Linked DNA regions of Zea mays: region 2 is linked to region 1. A link is a contact called in public Hi-C data. All regions are on one chromosome and are shown on one strand. The core of a region is the stretch at or near the end of the contact, and the rest is flanking DNA. Distances in the headings are between cores, read along the strand shown. Region 1 holds the start of LOC606482 (adenosine 5'-phosphosulfate reductase-like 9). Region 2 holds the start of LOC100282302.

Evidence for each region. Hi-C and Micro-C count contacts between places; a contact is called where the count stands out from the background.
Region 2: a Hi-C map of tassel shows a contact between it and region 1, with 2.1 times the contacts expected there. The contact joins the promoter of LOC100282302 here to the promoter of LOC606482 in region 1. A contact is called at or near these places in 4 of 25 Hi-C or Micro-C datasets (ear, leaf and tassel).

The regions. Positions count from the first base shown.
Region 1 is chr5:3,823,037-3,828,147 of Zm-B73-REFERENCE-NAM-5.0, forward strand. LOC606482 (adenosine 5'-phosphosulfate reductase-like 9) reads right to left here and starts at 2,662. Exons shown (of 4, transcript NM_001112337.1): 1 at 2,395-2,662; 2 at 1,027-1,208; 3 at 786-910; 4 at 1-630. The coding sequence starts at 2,568. The coding sequence ends at 209.
Region 2 is chr5:3,952,702-3,957,812 of Zm-B73-REFERENCE-NAM-5.0, forward strand. It overlaps LOC100282302, which reads right to left and starts at 2,110. Exons shown (of 11, transcript NM_001155214.1): 1 at 1,926-2,110; 2 at 1,347-1,403; 3 at 764-847; 4 at 595-666; 5 at 321-392; 6 at 175-215. The coding sequence starts at 2,000. It overlaps LOC541614 (squalene synthase 1), which reads right to left. Exons shown (of 14, transcript NM_001111369.2): 12 at 5,095-5,111; 13 at 4,912-5,013; 14 at 4,341-4,825. The coding sequence ends at 4,963.

The DNA of each region.
Region 1 (5,111 bases), core at 1,412-3,911:
AAAACCGAAACAGGAAATGCAAAGGTATTCCTAATATACAACAGCACATGATGTCGTCAAAATTTACAGGCATGTAAGATTTCCCCTCTCCTCCTGACTGCACAGAAACAAACAGGATGGGAAGCAAACCTTATATGGTCTTTGCATCATGTGAGCAGCTAGCTACCCTAACAAGCGACATCTCCAAAAAAAAAACAAAAAAAAATGGCTAAGCTTGTCTCGAAGATGAAGGTTCACCCAGTGAGACGGAAGCAAACGAGGAAGCCCAGGCTCGAGCATTGCTTGCACCCTTCCTCAGATCTGTTGCCCTGTTGCTCAGCCCCAGCTTGCTGCACAGCCTCCTCACGTCAAGGGCGTTCAAGGCTCGTTCCAAGACCTGGCTTGATCCCCTGCGGATCCCTAGGTTCAGGTTCTGGACACGGACGGCCAAGAAGGCCCTCAGATGAGACATGGCAGCAGGTACCAAGCGCGCTGCGGCCTTCAGGATGATGAAGAGAACTGCGACCAACAGATACGGCGGCTCGTCTTTGGCCATCTCAAGCGGAGAACGATCCCATGGTGCAACTGAGCTCAAGCTTGCTGTGCTCTCTTGCTGGACAACAACATCAATGTATGCAACTGGATCCAGACCTGCAGCAGGAAAACAACATCAATGTACTGTATAGCTTCAGTACATTGGCTTGACAAGCCTATCACAACCCTCCTCAATTAAGCGCATACTTGAAAGAATTTGTGATCATTTACTGAAGCTATGTATGCGTGAACAAGGTGAGCAACAATTGTACCTGTAGTTTCTTTATAGAAATCGACGAGAGAGTTAAGATCTTTTGAACCCCGATATCGAACCATTGTAGTCTCATTTACAAGAAGAATGGCTGGGAAACCACGAACTCCATATCTTGAAAACAAACTACAATAAGATGCAATATAATGATCTGTAGGAATCCATTGAAACAAACAAAGGGACAAACTATCTCAATTCAACAGTCTAAGTGTCTAACACCAACGCTTTCAACATACACAAACCTTGGTGTCGCAGAAGATTCTTCAACAGCAAAGTGATGTACCTGAGGGTACATAGTGCTGACAGTTTCAAATATCGGTCGAAATTTGCTCGAAAAAGGACACCATGCAGCATAGAAGAGAATGGAGTATGAAGCACCCCTCCTTCGAAGGTTCAACTCAGTATCCACAGCCTCTCCTCTCACCTTCAGTACAAGACAAGGTATATAAGAAACTACAACTTCCCAAATTTGCAATACAAAGTATCCACATACATTGCACCATCAGAATTAATCGATAAACAAGGCACTTTATTAAGTCAAAATATGACCAGCAGCAGCTAAAAGTAAAGATCGTTCACCAATCTGCAAAAAAAAAAAAAAGCAAAATCAACACAAATTGCAGGGTGTCACCAGAGGTAATAGTTTTAGGTTGACACTATTTCCCATTTCAGTGCCAAAATTAACCCAAAGTTAAGCATATGCAATTTACCCATTCTTCTGACAAACCCTATTAAAAATGATATACAGCTTTCCTGCTCTGGAAATAGGTGCACCTACTATCACCACCAATCAAATATTGAATCATCATAAAAATATATATATATAACTCAAGTTTGGTGGAAACTTTCAAAATCCAAACAACCATCTCATATCCTAATCACAGCATGTACAATTAGGTTTTCATTTTCCTAAACGTTTACATATAGCTATGGTGTATCGCTAATAAACTTAAGTTTAAAATTTAGAATCTTAGATACAATGCACAGAAGAAACAACTAATACTCACAGTGCCAAGCATGCGCACAACGAATATCAAGAAATCAAACAACGCTCACATGTTTGGATCTAAGACCTGATTTCCAAATTCTAAACTCGGTCAAGCAGAAGTCTGCCTGACATATTCTTGATTATTCTCTTCCACTAGACCAGCCAACCAGGCTGCACTTTCTAGCTCCACTAGCCTTATTTTGTTTATTATATTGGCCAGTTGCACATATTTTCCATGCCAGCAAAGGTTTATTTGGAGTGTGGATTCCCCATTTGCCATGGTTTATAGCATAATTCTTCTTCAAAAGGTTCCCCATATTGCTAATTTTGCTCTTTTAGTTGTTAAAGAGGGAGGATTAATTAGCAAGGCACAATATTCGCATCCATTATGTTACGAATATTTCTAGCCAAAAAGAAAAATCACGGCATCTTTTCTCTGTCTCCTCTGATACCGCCCGGCTACAGGCTTAGTACGCAAATCGTATATATCAGTATGTCGACGGCAGATTAAAAACAAAAACAGCGCGTCCCGCGTCGCCACTAATTCCTGCTGTGACATGTAACGAGTTTGACAGCAAGAGGCCGCGACCGGCGAGAGACGGCGCGTAGGCGGTGGACCTACCTCGAGAGGCGGGGACGGCTCGATCCGGACGAAGGGGCAGCGGGATCCGACGGCGTCGAGGAACGGTAGCGCACCCCTCCGCGCGCACGTGCCCGCGGCCGGCGACCCCGGCGCGGTTGCGCCGGCAACGACAGCGATGAGGGCGACCGCAAGCGCGGCGGCGGCGCAACGCATCTTCTCTCACCTTCTCTCCCTGCCTCCCCCGTGGAGTCGTGGCCTCGTCTCTCCTATCTCTTTCTCTCTCACCTGTCGGTTCAACTTCTTCCGCTTCGGAATTTTCTCCGCGTGCGGAGGCTGGATTTGGCAAAAGCAAAAATCCGCGAGGTTATTTTGGGTGCGGGCGCGGGAGGTGGTGGCCGCTGGCCGGTGCGGACGCGTGCGTGCGGCCGCCTGGTTGGCTGGGGCCTGGGGGCGCAGCAGCTAGTTGGCTTGGTTGGCTGGCGGGCGGGCGGCGGCTCACAGTGGGGCCTGTTGGAACGCATTGGAACGCAGTAAAAACGAGACACAGAAATGTAGAGAAAGTGACAGTTCTATTGATCTCATGAGATATGTACATATATATACATAGTGAAGAGACACCACGAAGGGTCGTATCCCTTGGAATTAGATCACATGGAAGGTTTTCTAACACTCTCCCTTGATCAATTCCAACTTCATTTGATCATCTGTCAGCCGTCTTTAAATATATGATCTCCTTAAAAACCCTGTGGGAAAAATAAGGAGTACACAATGCTTTTGGATCATAAGAGAATCTCACTTGAACTCCAAAAGACAAATATGCTTGTAATCATCATTCTTAAAAACCCCCGTGGGGAAAATTAATGATGAAGCATATAGCTTAGTCGATATTACATCGTTAAAAACTTTGGATGAGAAAACCTCAATAAGGCAAAACTCATACAAAGAAAAAAGTGTAATATGATGGACAAAACAAGTCAAATATCACGGAGAATTTCTCCTCCTGATTCTTGCAATCACTTAAGTCTTCTCATACCAACCACTTTAACATATTTCTGAAACGTGGAGCATGGTAGAGATTTTGTGAATAGATCAACAAGATTATCACAAGACTTTGTTTGCAAGATGTTAATATTTCCATTTTCCTGTTTCCATCTGAACAACATAAGCTCAATTATCCTTATAGATAATTGTCGGTGATTCAATCGAATCATGGTACGTTGTTCTCCAATGGACCTCTAGCCCAAAGAACAATAATATGTCTATAGCCATCATCTCAAAAACCCCAGTGGGGAAAATAAATGATGAGACATATAACTCAGGCTAATATTTCTCCAAGATAATCTTGCTAGAAAATCTGAGAAATCAACATATCAGCTGAGTCTCCTTTAAAACCCAGTGGGAGAAATAAGGAGAGTAGTCATACTCTATTGTTGATTCATTTGAACTCTAGGGATATAAATTCATCACCTAGTTCAAATACAACAATAATTATGCCATAATGTATCATCCTCGAAAACCTCTACGGGAAAAATAGATGATACGACATAGGCCTTGTGTTGATGTTGCCTCGTTAAAAACTTTGAATGAGAAACCCAAACAGGGAAAAACTCATGCAAAGAAAAGAGTACAACATGATGTAGAAACAAGTTCTTTCGATCAAGAGAAAAACTCCCCCTAATCTTTACAAATTACTAAGTCATCACATACCTGCTCTCAAACACATTTAAAATGTGAAGTAAGGTAGAGACTTAGTTTGTAACTTGTTTTTCATCTAAACAACACAAAGTAATATTACCTTTATAGATAATAAGGTCAGTGATATAAAAATCATGACCACCACATACCCTCTGTATGTAGTATATCATTCTGTACAATCCCACGAAGTGTACTACAGAATGATTAGTGTAAGTGATCGTTAATCTCTGTTGATTGACATTTATCAAACAGTAGGTCCAACTTACCAGAAGTATGTCATTGATCTTGTACTTGGGGATCTTCTATAGATATCCAAGATCAGTATATCCAAACATAAGGAGAGCATGAGTACATCTGGATATCATAACTCGATCTCATGTGCTGTTAGCTAGCAAATCATTGCAAAGCAATATCCGGCCGGATGCTTTTGCAAGATACAATAGCACATCTCATGATCTGAAAGAATCAAATAACCATGACTCTTTCATATTGAATTTCTTCAATATATGTTGCATATAGACAACTTTGTATCCAAGATACTTAAGATAGTTTACTTTGAATTGGAAATCTCTTTCAATTCATATCCTCTATCTTGAACTCCGTCGATAAGTAATGTATGTTTAAAATATGCTGCACATATTTACACTGAACATACCATACTTTGTTTATCCTTTCAAAAAGAAGGATTCACTAGGTCGAATGTACCATATTTGACCAAGATGCTCTAAGTCACAAAGACTTTCCAAGCATTGCAAATTTGTGATTGGTGATTATGTATTTGGAATCCTTCAAGACTCCACATATACCATAATCTAGTGACCACATATGCATATGTTGTCACTACATCTATCAACTGCACAGATAGATGATTTACTGCCCTTTGTATTGTATCGGAATTTTACTACTCACGGTAGAAGAGAATTTATAGCATTAAAATAATGCTTGGGTTTGCGTATAAACTCAGTTGCTACTAGCCATGCTTTCTCACCACCTCATTGTTTCCAAGTCCATGAAAACAAACTTGTATCCACAGTAAGATACCTTGAAGTGAAAATAAGTTA
Region 2 (5,111 bases), core at 860-3,359, 130 kb after region 1:
AGGACAAGCATAAAACAATTTTCCAGAATGCAATAGTTTTCAAGGACAAAATGTGGTGATTTGGCAGTGAAGCAATTATTAAGTCCTTCACTAATACTTCCAAAATCCTGTTTCGTGATATCAGAATTTTAAAAAATCCACAATATGTACAGTAAACTAAGAGAAGACACTCACTTCCTTAAGCATTCGTCATAGAACCCATACACTTGAGTAATCTGCAAATAATTTCACTAAAAACTTTAGTTTGTACAGCTGATTACAGAGAATGGAGTGATGCATCAAGTAAACATGAACAATCTGTCAAACAAGAAATTGTATACCTGCCGGCTTTCATGGTTTCCTCTGAGAATGGTGATCCTCTGAGGATATCGAACTTTTAAAGCCACCAAAAGCTGTTTGTTTGCAGTGGATAGAATCAGTGCCAAGAATTAGTAAAGTTCTGCAATTTAGAAATTTGAAGTAGGAACAACAAAAGGCAGATGTGATCAGCTTTTCAATATAGTGCACACTACACAAACTATACTGCTCATGACCACTATGAGTAGATGAATATGCTGATGGTGCTAACATAAAGCCATGTGAGTCTACACTTACTGTGACAGTTTCGACAGAGTAGTAACCACGGTCAACATAATCTCCCATAAACAAGTAGTTCGTATCTGGACACTGGTAGAAGTGAAAGTTTCAAGATACTGAAATTTCAACATGTTCCTTACTAAATCGGAGATTAAACAGAAGCAAATGACAGAAACTAGTGAGGTACCTTTCCACCGATTCGGAAGAGTTCAGCAAGATCATGAAATTGTCCATGAATATCACCGCATATAGTAACAGGACTCTTTACAGGCTGCAACAATGATAACAAAACAAATCGGCAAAAGTCAACAAATAACACGACCAACCGCATCTGTGAATCCGCCATATAAACAGCGCAGATTATCCAAAGAGTCCATCTTATCTTCTTGTATTAAATGCTTGTTAAAGCTATACGTTTCAGAAACTTCAGGTGTTCCTTTCCCACCACTGACATTTTTTTACAAGAAGCTTAAAAAGGTGGCTTCAGGGTTCTTTCATCAGAACTTGATGATGATGTGTGGGGATGAAGGCACGGTATAAGATGTCACAAATCTACACATTTAGTTAGCAGGCATAAATTTAGTTTGTGCAAGGTGGGGTGGGGTAGAGTGTGGACTGGGAATTAAACAATTTTTTATTGCTAATTGGGTCGGGTCAAAGCTTAGGCTAGACATGAAGAAAAGTTAACCGGTCCCAAACAAAATAATATCTCAACTGGTAATGAAATGGGATTGCTGATGACTCAAGCCAAAGCAATCAAAACAGCGAACCTGAACATTGCTTTCCTCCATCAGAATCTCCTTTGCCTTCTCACAAAGAGCTCTAACCTGTAGCATAAATTGCAGTGGATCAGAACCTCCCTTCCCAGCAGAGCAATCAATCGTAGATATTAATTCTATAACCTCCCTTCCCAGCAGAGCAAATCAATCGTAGATGTTAATTCTAAAGATCCATTAATAACATGGTGCGATTTTTTTTACATCTCGGAGCAACTCTAGGCCCCCATTTCAGCATAAATCGGGGGAGAAAAGGTTATATGGCTCCCAAAGATCATGGTGAAATGAGAAGATAATTGTTTTCAGATGAAGCAGAGAAATCAACTCAACCTAGAAAAACGCCTCGATAAAAAAGAAGGAGCGTCCCGCTCAGCTCACAACCGCCCAGGCCCAGCACCCGCCCGAGCAAACCAAACGCTCCCGCCAGCCATTTCCGCGGCAACCAGGATCGGAACGCGTCCAGAGAACCGATCTCCCCCAGGACCCGTGCCCCGGCCCAGCAACTCCGCCAGATCTAGTGAAAAGGCACCTCGAAGTCTCGAAACGAGAAGAGGGCGACGGAGAAGGCGTTACCTCAGGCTCAGCGAGCGGCTTGCACTGCATGAGCCGCTCGATCTGGTCGTCGAGACCGCCATGCGGGCTGCTCATCTTGCCGCGGACGAAACCCTAGATCTGGGCGCGCGCGCGCGCGCTCCTGAGAGGGAGCAGGCGGAGGGGGAGAGAACGAGAGGTGTGGAGGAGGGAGGGGGACAAAAGTTCTGGAAAGTTGCAAGGGACGATGCTTATATAATTGCGAGCTTGGAGGCTAGCTCTGAGGAGGGGGCAAGCGGACGGACGGGCGGACGGAATGCTCGCCGTGTGCTGCTGCCGCTGCTGCCGGACTGGTCGTAGTCGGAAGAAGAATGGGCAATACACGTCCAGCTTGAAAAGGATAAACTAATCACACGTCAGCTTGTATAAAAAAATAAAATAATGTTTATTTGTTTTAGGGTCTGTTTAGTTGAGTCACAAGATTTAAAAAGGTTATTACGAACTATCAACTATGAGATGTGAAGAATTAAGAGGATGTTTGGTTTGAGGAATGAAGTGATTCATCTTCTTCTCACTCCTCACTTTTTTATTTGGTTTGTGGAATAAAATGGGTTGATCCATCACCACCTCATTTTCATAAGCTAATAATTAGTATATATATAAGGAGTGAGTTGATTCCACCAAAATTGATGGAATAAACTTATGATGCATCACTTCATGAAGCATAGAGTGACTACACAAACCAAACACATCATAAATAAGATAATATCTGATTTTAAGTTACGATGGAGTGGAGTTGTTCTATTTCATCATTGAGAGTGTTTGGTTTGATTCTTAGTAGAACAAAGCCACTGCAATTTAGAAATATCGCACACAGATGTTGGATCTGACGACTCCCAAAAACGGCCAAACCTAATGGCTCATGAGCGACACGCTTCTCTCCGGTTCCATTCACGTACAACGCTTCATTCATTCTGGAACCAAACACAGGATAGAGTTGTTTTGGTCTGCTTCACTCCAGAACCAAACAAAAAACAAATATTCTGTTATATTCTGTTCTAACTGCCAAACACAGAACGAAGTCATTCTATCCTTGGAATCTAGAACATAACTACTCCGTCCTAGTAGACTATAGAACCAAACACTACCTAGTCAAAATATGCAGCTTTATGAAAGTGACAATTGTATGTATATGATTAAACACTCAAAGTTAAGGTTTCAGAACCAATAACAATAATTGTTCGATGATAGATTGATCTAAAGTAAGACATAGCCTAACACGAGTGATTTTCTCAACTGGAATGGATTTTCAAATTTGAAAAACGAAATTCGAATTTCTTGGCCAAAAATCCATGTCTAATCAGCAAAATTCGTTGTTTTTTACAAAAAAAATGATTCATTTTGAAACAGAATTTGGCAGAATCGGAGCAAAAAACGTTTTCCTGTCTTTACCGGAATTGAAAAAACACCAAAAAATCAGTGAATTTTGGTCGGAAAATTTATCCCTGGGTTGAGTAACTGCTCAAGGTCAACGCAGCAGGCGGTTTTCTCAAATACTTCCTCGGAATAGACGTCGGTCGTTCTCACTTCCCGAGGACACTTCTCTAGAGAGTCACTGGTTTTAACTTTAACTCTGTATATAATATTAATATTAAACTTAGAGCATCTCCGAGAGCTATCCAGAAAACGACTTCTCAAAATCAGTTTTAATGGGCATATAAATAATTAGTATGGGTAAATTTTAATCCTTTTTAAACAGATCCCTTAAAGCGGTAGATTGTTTCTGAGAGCCCAAAAAACCCCTCATTTGTAGCTACAAATGTGAGAGTGTTAAGGACTATGAAAAAATTGGGAACACTTTAGAGAAATTGTTCGAGACATGTTTTTGTATTTTTCCCAAAAAAACTGGATTTAGGGGAGTCTTCTGGAGAGCTCTTTGAGATGCTTAGGGCCCATTTAGTTTGAGGGACTAAAGATTAGTCCCTCCATTTTAGTCACATTTAGTCCCTAAATAGTTAAACTGTGAGACTAAAATAGAAACTAAATTGTTTTAGTCTTTAGTTCCCAGGGGTGACTAAAAAAGACTAAATTATATTAATTCCATATTTTGCCCCTCATTTATTTCAGTTGCACTAATGACCAAAGAATGTTAAGGGACATTTTAGTCTTCTTACAAGTCATTTAAGGCCTGTTTGGTTCGTGGCTAACCGTGCCACACTTTGCCTAAGGTTAGTCGTTCGAATTGAACAACTAACCTTAGGCAGAAAAGTTAGGCAAAGTGTGATAAGTTAGGCAGCGAACCAAATAGGCCCTTAATGCATTCTAAATATTTTTAATCACTGCAACCAAACAGGATAGGAAGTAGGAAGTAAACTTTAGTCTCTGTACTAAAGAAACCAAACAAGCACTTAGTACATAACTATTATCATTAGATGTTTTAAAATTTAGCTAAACATACATATAATATTGAATATAATTAGCGCCATGGGAGAGTACACAGTTATGATAAACACAAACATATCAGATATGAAAACAAGACAACACATAGAATAACTACAGTGCAGCCCATAGTTTTTAAAGCGGTAAGGCGGTCCAAGACGTTGGAGCACCTTCTGAACGCCTAGGTGAGGTAGGCGGGCAAAGCGCTTAGGCGTTAGACCATCGCCCATCGCCCGGACGCCTAGGCGACGCCTTAAGAACAGAGGTGCAGCCATTGCTAACTAAACTGAGACACATGTTCGTAGGATACATCATACATGTCACGATAGTATTTTCTGCCTTAAAACAGCTTCAAACAATACAAAGCGCGAGAAAATAAAATGAACAAACGAATTGAGAGCATCAACGGAGTCATGGAAACAGTAGCATGCAGCCGTATCGATCTACAGTCAGTACTTCCGAATTTGCTGCAGCCTTTGGAGAATACACAGTACAAAAAGGATCTATACAAAACCAGTAACGCAACATAGTTAGCCTCGGGGGAAATGGAAATTGTTCAAAGCAATGTGGTTCAAATTGTTTGCCGTACCTGATTGGCATAGTTTCTCTCAAGTCTCCATCGCGGAAAAGAAAGGGCCAGCTAGAACATTACCCCGAAAAGAATAGCTACCAGCAGGAGGACAATCATGATCTGAGGAAACCACAGAAGAACATTGACAAATTATATAGCAGAATTCTAAAATGAATTTACTGATTATGGGCTGCTACTCACCAGCATAGGCCTGTAAG